2 separate regions of the Pan troglodytes genome follow, and region 2 is linked to region 1. Evidence: chromatin contacts called from public capture Hi-C data. All regions are on one chromosome and are shown on one strand. Each heading gives the region's core, a stretch centred on a gene start, on an enhancer-like site or on the middle of the called end of the contact. The rest is flanking DNA. Distances are from core to core; before and after follow the strand shown.

Evidence for each region. Capture Hi-C pulls out chosen DNA fragments and counts their contacts.
Region 2: a capture Hi-C map of stem cell-derived neural stem cells shows a contact between it and region 1, with 4 times the contacts expected there. The contact joins two enhancer-like sites. A contact is called at or near these places in 1 of 1 datasets of contacts at active chromatin or transcription factors (stem cell-derived excitatory neurons) and 1 of 1 other capture datasets (stem cell-derived neural stem cells).

What each region holds. Positions count from the first base shown.
Region 1 is chr1:47,364,393-47,369,897 of NHGRI_mPanTro3-v2.0_pri, forward strand. All of the region lies in intron 7 of NAV1 (neuron navigator 1), which reads right to left. Among named protein-coding and RNA genes, the nearest start is that of IPO9, 98 kb to the left of the region's middle. Within about 2 kb of position 2,034, at least 7 of the 24 cell types and tissues checked have an H3K27ac peak or open chromatin away from gene starts, as enhancers often do. A contact at or near this core is called in stem cell-derived neural stem cells, where this site is marked.
Region 2 is chr1:47,531,132-47,536,636 of NHGRI_mPanTro3-v2.0_pri, forward strand. The region is part of intron 1 of NAV1 (neuron navigator 1); the gene reads right to left. Among named protein-coding and RNA genes, the nearest start is that of NAV1, 42 kb to the right of the region's middle. Within about 2 kb of position 3,435, at least 7 of the 24 cell types and tissues checked have an H3K27ac peak or open chromatin away from gene starts, as enhancers often do. A contact at or near this core is called in stem cell-derived neural stem cells, where this site is marked.

The DNA.
Region 1 (5,505 bases), core at 784-3,283:
TGATCCGCCCGCCTTGGCCTCCAAAAATGCTGGGATTACAGGCATAAACCACCATGCCTGGCCCTGCCATTTCTTTTTTGTTTTGGTTTTTGAGACAGAGTCTCTCTCTGTTGCCCAGGCTGGAGTACAGTGGTATGATCTTGGCTCACTGCAACCTCCGCCTCCTGGGTTCAAGCGATTCTCATGTCTCAGCCTCCTGAGGAGCTGGGATTACAGGCACGCGCCACCATGCCCAGCTAATTTTTGTATTTTTAGTAGACACAGGGTTTTGCCATGTTGGCCAGGCTGGTTTTGAACTCCTGACCTCAAGTGATCCACCCGCCTTGGCCTCCCAAAGTGCTGGGATTACAGGCGTGACCCACCACACCTGGCCATTTCTTTTCATACATGAGTTTAAGAGCAATGCCTATTTTTCCTCCTGCCACATCTGCAGTGTCTGGTATATATTAGGTGGTCTACAAGTGTTTATCGAATGTATGAGCAAATATCACAAGGTGGGCATTCCTTTCAGATAATGACACCGAAGCACAAAGAGGCTAAGTAATGCACATAGGTAGTGAGTAGCAAACTGAAAATTATACCACACCAGTTGGGCTCCAGAATGTTCCATCTACTTTGCTACTCTGCTTCCCAAGAGCAGGAAACTAACCACAAGGACTTGTGGAGATATCAGAGAGTGTATAAGCCAGACATGGTGACTCACGCCTGTAATCCCAGCACTTTGGGAGGCCAAGGTGGGTGGATAGCTTGAGCCCAGGAGTTTGAGACCAGCCTGGGCAGCATGGTAAAACCCTGCCTCTACCAAAATAAAAAAAAATACAAAAATTAGTGTGTATTTTAAAATTTAAGAATTAGCCTGTATTACATTTTAAACTTAGCATGGATTAAAAATAGCATCGTGGCACTTGCCTGTAGTCCCAGCTACTTGGGAGGCTGAGGTGGGAGGATTGCTTGGGCCCAAGAAGTCAAGGCTGCAGTGAACCATGATTGTGCCACTGCACTCCAGCCTGGGTGACAGAGTGATGCTTGTCTCAGGGGGAAAAAAAAAAAAAGAGAGAGAGAGATTGTAGAGCTGTTGCCTTCCAAACTTCAGGGGTATCTGATCAGAGCTGGGAAGGGTGGGATCTCTCAGTTGGAACCTCACACAGGGAGCAAGGAGCTCCCTTGTATTTTCCCTGGCTAAATCCAGAAAACAGGGAAGATCAGAGGAAAGTTCACTCCAGCATGGGCACAGGGCAGCTGGCTATCCCCCAGGGCCCCTCTGTGGAGGCTCGCTGTGGCTTGGAAAGGGGCAGTGACAGCCAGATGATAAGCTCTGTCCCTGATCTTCTAATAACACTCAGCAGAATGTCAGCAGTCCTGGGAACCCCAGCTGCTGCAAGTCCCACCACCTGAAATTGTCCATATGGCCATGTATGTGTAGATAGTGTCATTCCTGAACTGCCCTTTGTCATCAAACCCACAGGGGCCAAGACAGAAGCCAGACTTCAAAGTAGAGGAAGAATGAGAGATTGAGGCTGGGTAGAGGGGCTGGAAGAGGGTGAGCAGTCAAAGAGGGCAGGGACTAGGTCAGAGATTTGTTCCTGTCTCCCAAGCTGGAGATGCCCCACAAGAAAGAGACAAGGCATGACACAGACCCCTTTTAGTAGGAGCTGGCCAAAGGAGAAGGGGGGTAGGCTGGTGAGAATATACTCGCCTTGCTCTGGGTCACCCCCCCACCCTCAGGCTGAGCACAAGGTCACTCTTCTTTCTCTGGAGGGGTCCCTCCACCTCTCAGACACTCTCTGTGCCTGTCTGGTTGCCGCACACCCCCTGCACATCGGCGGGCCTGTGTCCTCAAACAGTCGATCTTGTGCACACACAGCCTCTTTGTATCCAGCCACCTCTCACACACATTTGGATGGGTCTCACACAGTATCTGTCTGTCTCTCATTTCCACTGCTTGGCGTGCACATCACAAACGTGCTGACTCTGTTTTTCTACCGCACATGCCCCTGTGTCAGCCTCTCCTACCTTGTCTCTCCGTGATCCTGCCCTGCATATTCAGTGAGTGTTGATCTGCCTCCAATGTAGCTATGTGCTTTCGGTCTCTATGGGCCTGACTCTTTCCTCTGGCCTGCTTTGCAAATCTATACTTTTATGCCTTTTCCTGTGCTTGTTCCATCGTCACACTGATATATAGATGACCACCATTCAGTCCTTCAGCATCTTTGGACCCCCAACCCTGAACACTTCAGTAGGTAAGTCCCTCTGCCTGGCCTGCTGGCCTTTCTTCAGCTGCAGTGAATGGCCTTTTACTGCCAGGCCAGAGACATCTGATAGCCCAGAGGCCAGAGCTGGCCCCTCATGAACATCCTGGACAGCTCAGCCTTTGAGCTGGAGTCAAACAAGGACTTGTATTCACAGAGGCTTGGGTTGCTCCTTCTGCCCTTGGACCAGAATTCCTGACTGTGGCCACTTTGTGGCTCCCCAAAGCAAGACTCTATCCTGGAAGATGGAGAGGTCATGTAAGGGCATTCCAGGAGGGGGTCTCTAACAATGATTCATTGGTCAGTCGACAGCATGGCCTGAGAACCTACACTGCTAGGTGTTGAGGGGAAACAGAGAGAGAGAAGACAGAGTCTCTGTCCTTGGGAAGCTCCTACTCCAGTGGACGCCTGTGATCCCTGCCCCTGACATGCTCACAGGCTTCAGGGACACAAGGGCTGCACACAGAGGGAAAGGCTTCAAGGAGCACATGGTGAGGCAGTAGGTGCACTGGAACGTGCCCAGAATGTCAGAGGCAGAGGCCTGGGTTCTGTTCTGGTGGGGCCACTTTGAGTTATATGATCCTCCCAAGCCAGTTAATCTGAGTTCCAATTTCTTCACTTGTAAATTGGATGGGGGAACAATATCTAATTCACAGTGTTGTTAACATTAAATAAGATAATGCCATATTAGTGTGTGCAAACCATGCATGCTATGCAATTGCGAGAGAATCATAAAAGTGCAAATTACTTGCAGTATGAATTATGCACACAAGTTCCAGGACAACCCGGAGTCCAGTGTGATGAATCAGGAAAGGCTCCCTGGAGGGAGGGGATTTTGCAAAGATGGGTGGGCAACTGGACATCACCACCCAGGCGGAATAGTTGGCCATAGATGATGGCCTTTATAGCTTTGGTTTTCTAGGAGCAACCAAGAGAAGAGATGGAGGTAACATTTACTGACACCTGCTGCATGCCAAGTGTTATTTTTATTCTTTTGTTTTTTTTTTTTAAGACAGAGTTTTGCTGTGTCGCCCAGGCTGGAGTGCAGTGGCACGATCTTGGCTCACTGCAAGCTCCACCTCCCGGGTTCACACCATTCTCCTGCCTCAGCCTCCTGAGTAGCTGGGACTACAGGCTCCCGCCACCACACCTGGCTAATTTTTTGTATTTTTAGTAGAGACGGGTTTTCACCGTGTTAGCCAGGATGGTCTCGATCTCCTGACCTCGTGATCTGCCCGCCTCAGCCTCCCGAAGTGCTGGGATTACAGGTGTGAGCCACCGCACCTGGCCACCAAGTGTTATTTTTTAAGATGGAGTCCGATCTCGGCTCATTGCAACCTCCACCTCCCAGGTTCAAGCAATTCTCGTGCCTCAGCCTCCCAAGTAGCTGGGACTACAGGAGCCTGCCACCACGCCCAGCTAATTTTTGTATTTTTAGTAGAGACGGGGTTTCACCATGTTGGCCAGGTTGGTCTCGAACTTCCGACCTCAAGTGATCCACCTTGGCCTCCCAAAGTGTTGGGATTACAGGTGTGAGCCACTGTGCCCGGCCACCAAGTGTATTACATACACTATATTTCACTACATCCTAAGAACAATCCTATTGCCATATTCGTATTCTCGCTTAAAATAGATAAACAGCTTTTCCAAAGACTCAGAGCTGGGATCTGAACACCAGGCCTGTCATACTTCCAAACTTGTGTTCTTTCTGTAATATCAGACTACATGGAATTTCCAGGCACCACACAAGCTCAGCTGGCTTATCACAGAACATAAGGAAAAGGTTGACAATTAAAGAGGGGAGACAGTGGACAGGTAGACAGGTGGGCAGAGCTGGTGGGGGAAAAGCCAAGCTCATCTCAACAGCTTCCTTGATCCTTACCCATCCTGATTGTCAACCAAATTGCATGTCATCACACTAGGTGAAAACTCCAGCAGCTAAATTGTAGGTTACTAGGACACACTAGAGGGAGGAGCACTCCTTAGCTAGCATTAGTTGCCATAGCAACTAGAATACCTCCAGCAGCCCCTCTGGAATACCTGGCTTACTCCAACCTTTCACCAACCCTGCTGGGTTTGAACAGACACTATTACCCAGATTAACGCTGCACAGACTGAGGGGTGCTGCCCACTATTTTAAGAATTAAGGAGGCTGGGTGCAGTGGCTCACACCTGTAATCTTAGCACTTTGGGAGGTTCACGGGGGATTGGGGATTGCTTGAGCCCAGGAGTTTGAGACCAGCCTGGGCAACATAGTGAAACCCTGTCTCTACAGATGTCTTTTTTTTCTTTTCTTTTCTTTTCTTTTTTTTTTTTTTTTTTTTTTTTTTTGCAATGGAGTTTCACTCTTCTTGCCCAGGCTGGAGTGTAATGGCATGATCTCAGCTCACTGCAAGCTCCACATTCCGGGTACAAGTGATTCTCCTACCTCAGCCTCCCAAGGAGCCAGGATTACAGGAGCCTGCCACGACACCAGGCTAATTTTTTTGTATTTTTAGTAGAGGCGGGGTTTCACCATGTTGGCCAGGCTGGTCTTGAACTCCTGACCTCAGGTGATCCACCTGCCTCGGCCTCCCAAAGTGCTGGGATTACAGGCATGAGCCACCGCGCCTGGACTTCTACAGAAAAATTTAAATACTAGCCAAGTGTGGTGATGTGTGCCTGTAGTCCCAGCTACTCAGGAGGCTGAGGTGGGAGGATCACGTGAGCCTAGGAGGTAGAGGCTGCCATGAGCCGTGATTACACCACTGAACTCTAGCCTGTGCAACAGAGTGAGATCCTGTCTCAAAAAAAAAGAAAAAGAAAAAAAAAAGGAGTGTTTTGAGAGCCAGGGGTTCACATCTGACCCAGGAATCTAACTCCACACCTTCCTCTTGTCTTTCCTTCCCATCTTTCCTGTTTATAACTGGTGGTATTTGTGTCCCACCTATGCCCCCTGCAGTCACTGTTCCTGTATGTGTTGTCTGAGCACGACTGTGGGCGCCTGTGACTCGAACTCAGGGATTCCTCTCAGCCTATGTGCAGCACGCTTGAAACACAGACCCAATGCCCTCTAGGAGCTGCCCTCAGCCAATAATGAATGGGAGCTGACATATAAATACCCATGCTTCCTTGCCCTTCTGGTGGGGCAACACTGAGGTGTATTCCACGTCATCTCCTAGAAATCCGTAAGCCCCAGTTGCCCACAGCAGTAACCTGCACATGAACATAGCCTGTAGTGGCTTCCTTCTCTCCCCTAACTCACTTTCCCACTCCT
Region 2 (5,505 bases), core at 2,185-4,684, 170 kb after region 1:
AGAGAAATGCCCAGGAGAAGTGGCCTGCCTCTCTCTGAAAGAGGTGGGCAAGCGTCACCATCAGAACGGTGTATGTGTCGGGAGGAAACTGGGAGGTGGGGCAGAGTGTGGGGGAGGCCCCTGGAGCCCACAGGAAGGAGTCTGGAAGTGATGGGGAGAGCTCAGTGCTGGCAGGGAAGGAGGAGCAGCCAGGATCTGAAAGAAAGGACCAGCGCCAGCCTTGACATGGAAGAGGGTGGCTGCATTTCAAATTGGTCTTTTAAAGAAAAGTCTGAGAGGGAGGCGCTGAAGGGCATTTGGGTGTTAATTTTTGGTTCAGTTCAGTGACTAGGGATTGGGGGAATGTCTGGCGCCTCCGGGGATAAAATGCTGGCCTGAAGCCACAAGGCCCCTGGGAGGTCAAATCCACCTCATCATGTGGCCTGGGGTCCCACCTTCAACTGTGTGGGCCTCAGTTTCCCCCAGAGAGGCAGGGGGTGGGTGACAGCCCTTCTATTATCCTCAAGTCTCAGGGGCTCTGCTAATAAAAATGATTGCAAAACGCTTTGCAAATAGCGATATTGCCTCACAACGGAGGCAATTCTTTCCCACAGAGGGGGCTCAGTTCCTGCAGGGATCCACTTGGAACCTCTCTGCCCTCCAAAGAAGGGGCCCTTCTGTTCCCTTGTGATCTCAGTGAATACCACGTCCCTGGGATAGCCATGGGCCGGGCCCCATGCCCGCTGCTGGCAGCCGCCCTCACATAGCACAAGGGAAACTTTGTGTGCCTCCTAGGCCTGGAGTGTGAGCTGCCAAGAGCAGGGTCAGTTTCTCCTCTGATGGCGGAGGAAACCGAGGCACAGGAAGGGAGAGTGACAATGAGCCCAGAAGAAACCAGGCCCTGTACTTTCTTATTTAGAAAATTGGCATCAATAACTAGCATTTATAAGGCACCACATGGTTTATGTAGTAATGATGATAGCAGTAACTAAATATTTATTGAGCACTTAGTATGTGCCAGTCACCTTACATTTATTACCTTTTTTTAAACATATGTTTATTCCTGCCAACAATCCAGTATGATAGGAACCATTAGTGTTCCCTGTGGTAGGCAGAATAACGGACCCCAAAGATGCCCATTCCCTTTTACTCAGAAGTTGCAGTTGTTACCGTAAGTGGCAAAAGGATCTTCATAGATGTGATTAAGATTAAGGACCCTGGAATGGGTAGGGTATCTTGGATTATGCAAATGGGTCCATCTAATCACACGAGTCCTTAAAAGCAGAGAACCTTTCCTAGCTGCAGAGAAGCAGCGAGATGGCAGCATGAGAAGGACCTGACCTGCTGTTGCTGACTTTGAAGATGGAAAAAGGGGCCACACACCAAAGATTGAGGGTGGCCTCCAGGAGCTGGAAAAGGCAAGGAAACAGATTCTCCCCTGGAGCCTCCAGGTAGGAACACAGCCCTGCTGACACCTTGAAATTAGCCCAGTGACACCTTGTCAGACTTCTGCTGTACAGAACTGTAAGATAAATCTGTGTTAAGACACTAAGTTTGTGGTCATTTGTTACAGCAGCCTAGAAAACCAATCAATTCCTATTTATTTATTTATTTATTTGAGACAGAGTCTCACTCTATTGCCTAGGCTGGAGTACAGTGGCACAATCTTGGCTCACTGCAACCTCTGCCTCCTGGGTTCAAGGGTTCAAGCAATTTTCTTGCCTCAGCCTCCCAAATAGCTGGGACTACAGGTGCATGTCACCACACCCAGCTAATTTTTGTATTTTTAGTAGAGATGGGGTTTCGCCATGTTGTCCAGGCTGGTCTCGAACACCTGACCTCAAGTGATCTGCCTGCCTCGGCCTCCCAAAGTGCTGGGATTACAGGCATGAGCTACTGTGCCTGGCCCCGTTCCCCTGTAATAGGTAAGGACATTAAAGGTGAGAAAAGTTAAAGCCACACTGTTACAAAGTGGAGGGGGTGAGACTGAACTATTCCTTTCACACCTACAAACTGACCATCTACAATGAGCCAGACCCTGTGCCAGGGCCGAGGATGCCTGCCTGCCTGCCTGCCTGCCTTCCTTTCTTCCTCCCTCCCTCCCTCCTTCTTTCCTTTCTTCTTTCTTTCTTTTTTGAGACACAGTCTTGCTCTGTCACCCAGGCTGGAGTGCAGTGGTGCTAGCATGGCTCACCGCAGCCTCAACCTCTGGGACTCAAGAGATCTTCCCACTCCAGCCTCCTGAGTAGTTAGGGCTACAGGGACACACTACCACGCCTGGCTAATTTTTTAAATTTCTTGTAGAGACGGGGGTCTTGCTATGTTTCCCAGGCTGATCTCAAACTCTTTGGCTGATGTGATTCTCCTGCCTTGGCCTCACAAAGGGTTGGGATTACAAGTGTGAGCCACCACTTCTGGCCAGGAATTTACGGTCCAAAGAGAATCGGATCCCAACCAGATCTGCCTGCCTGCAAAGCTTCTGCTTGTCAGGGCCACAGCATTCTGCCTTCGCAGGTCTTTCACATGTTACCTCATTCTACCCCTACAATAACACACTGAAATAGGGATCCATGCCCTCATTTTGCTGATGAGGAAACTGAGGCTCAGAGAAGTGGGGTGTTAGCCAAAGGGCCCCCAGGTGGTCACATCAGGCCCAGAACTCAAGCTCCTGGCATCCAATTCCAGATTCTGGGTTCTTCCTTACCTCTGATGTGGAGGGATCCTGCAGGCTTTCCTTGCTGCATCTGTGGCACTTGAAGCAGACATGTGGGGTACCCCACCAAGCAGTGTCTTGGGGATTGTGGTCTCATATGCTTTTCTCTGGGCCCAGTTCCAACATCTCCCAGAAAGATACATCTCCCAGAAAGATACATCTCCCAGAAAGATACACCAGAAAAAAAATCGTGTTGGGTCAGTGGCACCTGTGGGACGAGTTAACGCCCCCTCTGCCATCCAGGCTAGGTCCCGGCGTCCGGACGCTCTTTGAGGGGCTGTTTCCTGAGGACAAATGTTTCCTGCTGCTGCGGATGCACAGGGGCAGCGTGACCAGGGGCAGCTAGCCCTGAATCGCACCACCAGCTTGCTAAGTATGTCTGCACCCTCTGACGATCCGGTCACCTCTTCATTAGTCTGTAGCTTCCCCCACACATCCTCTCTTAGGACTTGACAAAAGGCCAGGATATTTCAATTGGGAGGCTCAGGTCACTCTAAATACTCATAACCACCCACTCTGGCAAAAACTATTTACTATGCATGTTCCTGTGCATTACCTCACTGATTCACTCACCGTCCTAGGCTGTTATCATCCCTGCTTTTCAGAAAAGGAAACTGATGCTCAGACAGATCCCGTGATCCAACAGCATCCAGGATCTGGACTGAGGTATTGGACTTCTGGTGACTCACTGGTTCCCTACTGACAGGCTCTGTAGGCAGGGCCTGCCCCACCCCTCCCTGCCTGCTCCCTTCCATCCACCAGGCCCAGGAGAGAGCACCAACCGCCTACAAGTACCCTGCAAGCTAAAACAGAAAGAGATGCCACATTCTGCTCTCATACAGTCCTAGAATGACCTGCTTAATATTATGCCTTAAGCTCCACTCAGAAGGAAGCTTGGAGCTTTCAGAAAGCAGTTTCGAAAGTGATCAGTCCTGCCGGGATCCTTTCAGACCATACAGCCGTGTCCAAGGCAAAGGACCACTGCCCACCCGGGCCTGGCCCACCAACTCTATCCTGTCCAGCTCAGGAGGCCCAGCTGCTGAGGGGTTGCTGTGATGGAGGAGTGAGTCATGGGGCCTGGAATCTGAAGCCTTCCAGACCTTCGCCCATCCCAGCCAACTTCACATCTGCCATCCAGATGTCTCCACTTCGGAAATGCTTTCTACCAACTAGGACCCAAGGTCGGGGGGCATACTTGACCTTAGAAAAATACCTTCAGGCTGGGTTTGGTGGCTCATGCCTGTAATTCCAGCACTTTTGGGGCTGAAAGGCCAGAGGATCACTTGAGCCCAGGAGCTCGAGACCAGCCTAGGCAACATAGTGAGACTTCCCAACCCCTCTGTCTCTACAAAAAAAAAAAAAAAAAATTAGCCAGGCAAGGTGGTGTGTGCCTGTAGTCTCAGCTACTTGGGAGGCTAAGGTGGGAGAACTGCCTGAGCCCAGGAGTTCAAGGCTGCAGTGAGCTATGATGGCGCCGCTGCACTCCAGCCTGGGTGACAGAGCAAGACCTTGTCTCTAAAAAAACCGAAAAATAGATAGGAATAAATAAATAAAAAATACCTTCAGAACCTCCTTGGTCTCCTTGGTTGATTCGCAAACCTAAACCTAACTGGGTGCCTTTGTTCCAACCATTGATAGTCTCATGCTGTGACCAAGCTTACTGCCTAAGGGCCCTGAACATGGGGGATCTGATGGAGGAACACAGCCCCCGCCTGCAGGGAGTTCCCAGGCTGATGGGCAAGGCACAGTTCCTAATCTCATGGAGGCCCCAGGCTGAGTAGGGAACACAGTCAAACACAGCCTTGTCCTTAACCAGATCCTACGCTAATGGAAGAGACAGAACCCTGCCCGCAGGAAGCCTACTGCCTCATAGGGAAAAACTTCTGTATCCGTGGGGAGCTTCCAACGTCCAGAAAAAAAGGACTCAGAAGAAAAATCTAGAAACGTGGATAATGGAAGTGAAGGAAACTAACTTTTATTGAATGTCTAGCATATGCCAGCTACTATACAGGTTTAATCTTCTTTAATTCTCACAATTACCTCATTTACAGTCAAGGAAACTAAAGCACCCTGGTTAGTTACCCAGCTAGTAAGTAAGTAAGTAACAGAATCAGGATTTGAACTCAGATCTGTGCAGCTCCCACATCCTGTTTTTGCGTAACACCATGTGTGATGGGGCAGATTCGTTTACCTTCTTTTCCCACATCACCCTTTAGGCTGGGAGCTAGTTCTTGTTTCCTGTTGCAAATCACCATTCTCACAATACTAAAAATTACTACACTTAGGACTACTTCATTGACTAACAATATCCCACTGTCCCAACAGCAAGAGGGACTGCCGACTCTGTCCCTTTAAAATGAAGAGAAGGACTCACAAAGGAGCTCCCATCCTCCACTAGCAAGGGGTCCCAACCACCACAGAGGCAAGCTGTGGTCAAGGCAGGGGCTTTTTGGGGTCTCGTGGAGAAAAGGTTCAGAAATCAAAGCCCCGCCCCAGGTTGGTCCCAAGCCAGTCACTGGATGAACACACTCCCTGGTACCTGTGGAAAGAGTAGCGACTGCTGCACGCCACTGGAAAGCCTGTGGTGGTGGCAAATGCAACGGAAATGCTGACTATGTTCCCTGAGCCCACTGTCTGCTTTGTGGCACCCAGGGCTGGCCTGGAATAGCAGCCTGGCCTTCCCGTCATTGTGCTGGAGCTCTGGGAGGTCTCGGCTCATGGCAAGGATCCACAGATCCCAAAGCCTTCTGTGGCTCCTCAGTCCCAGGGAAGGGGCTCTGCAGAGACAGGAGATAAAAATGCTGCCACGCAGC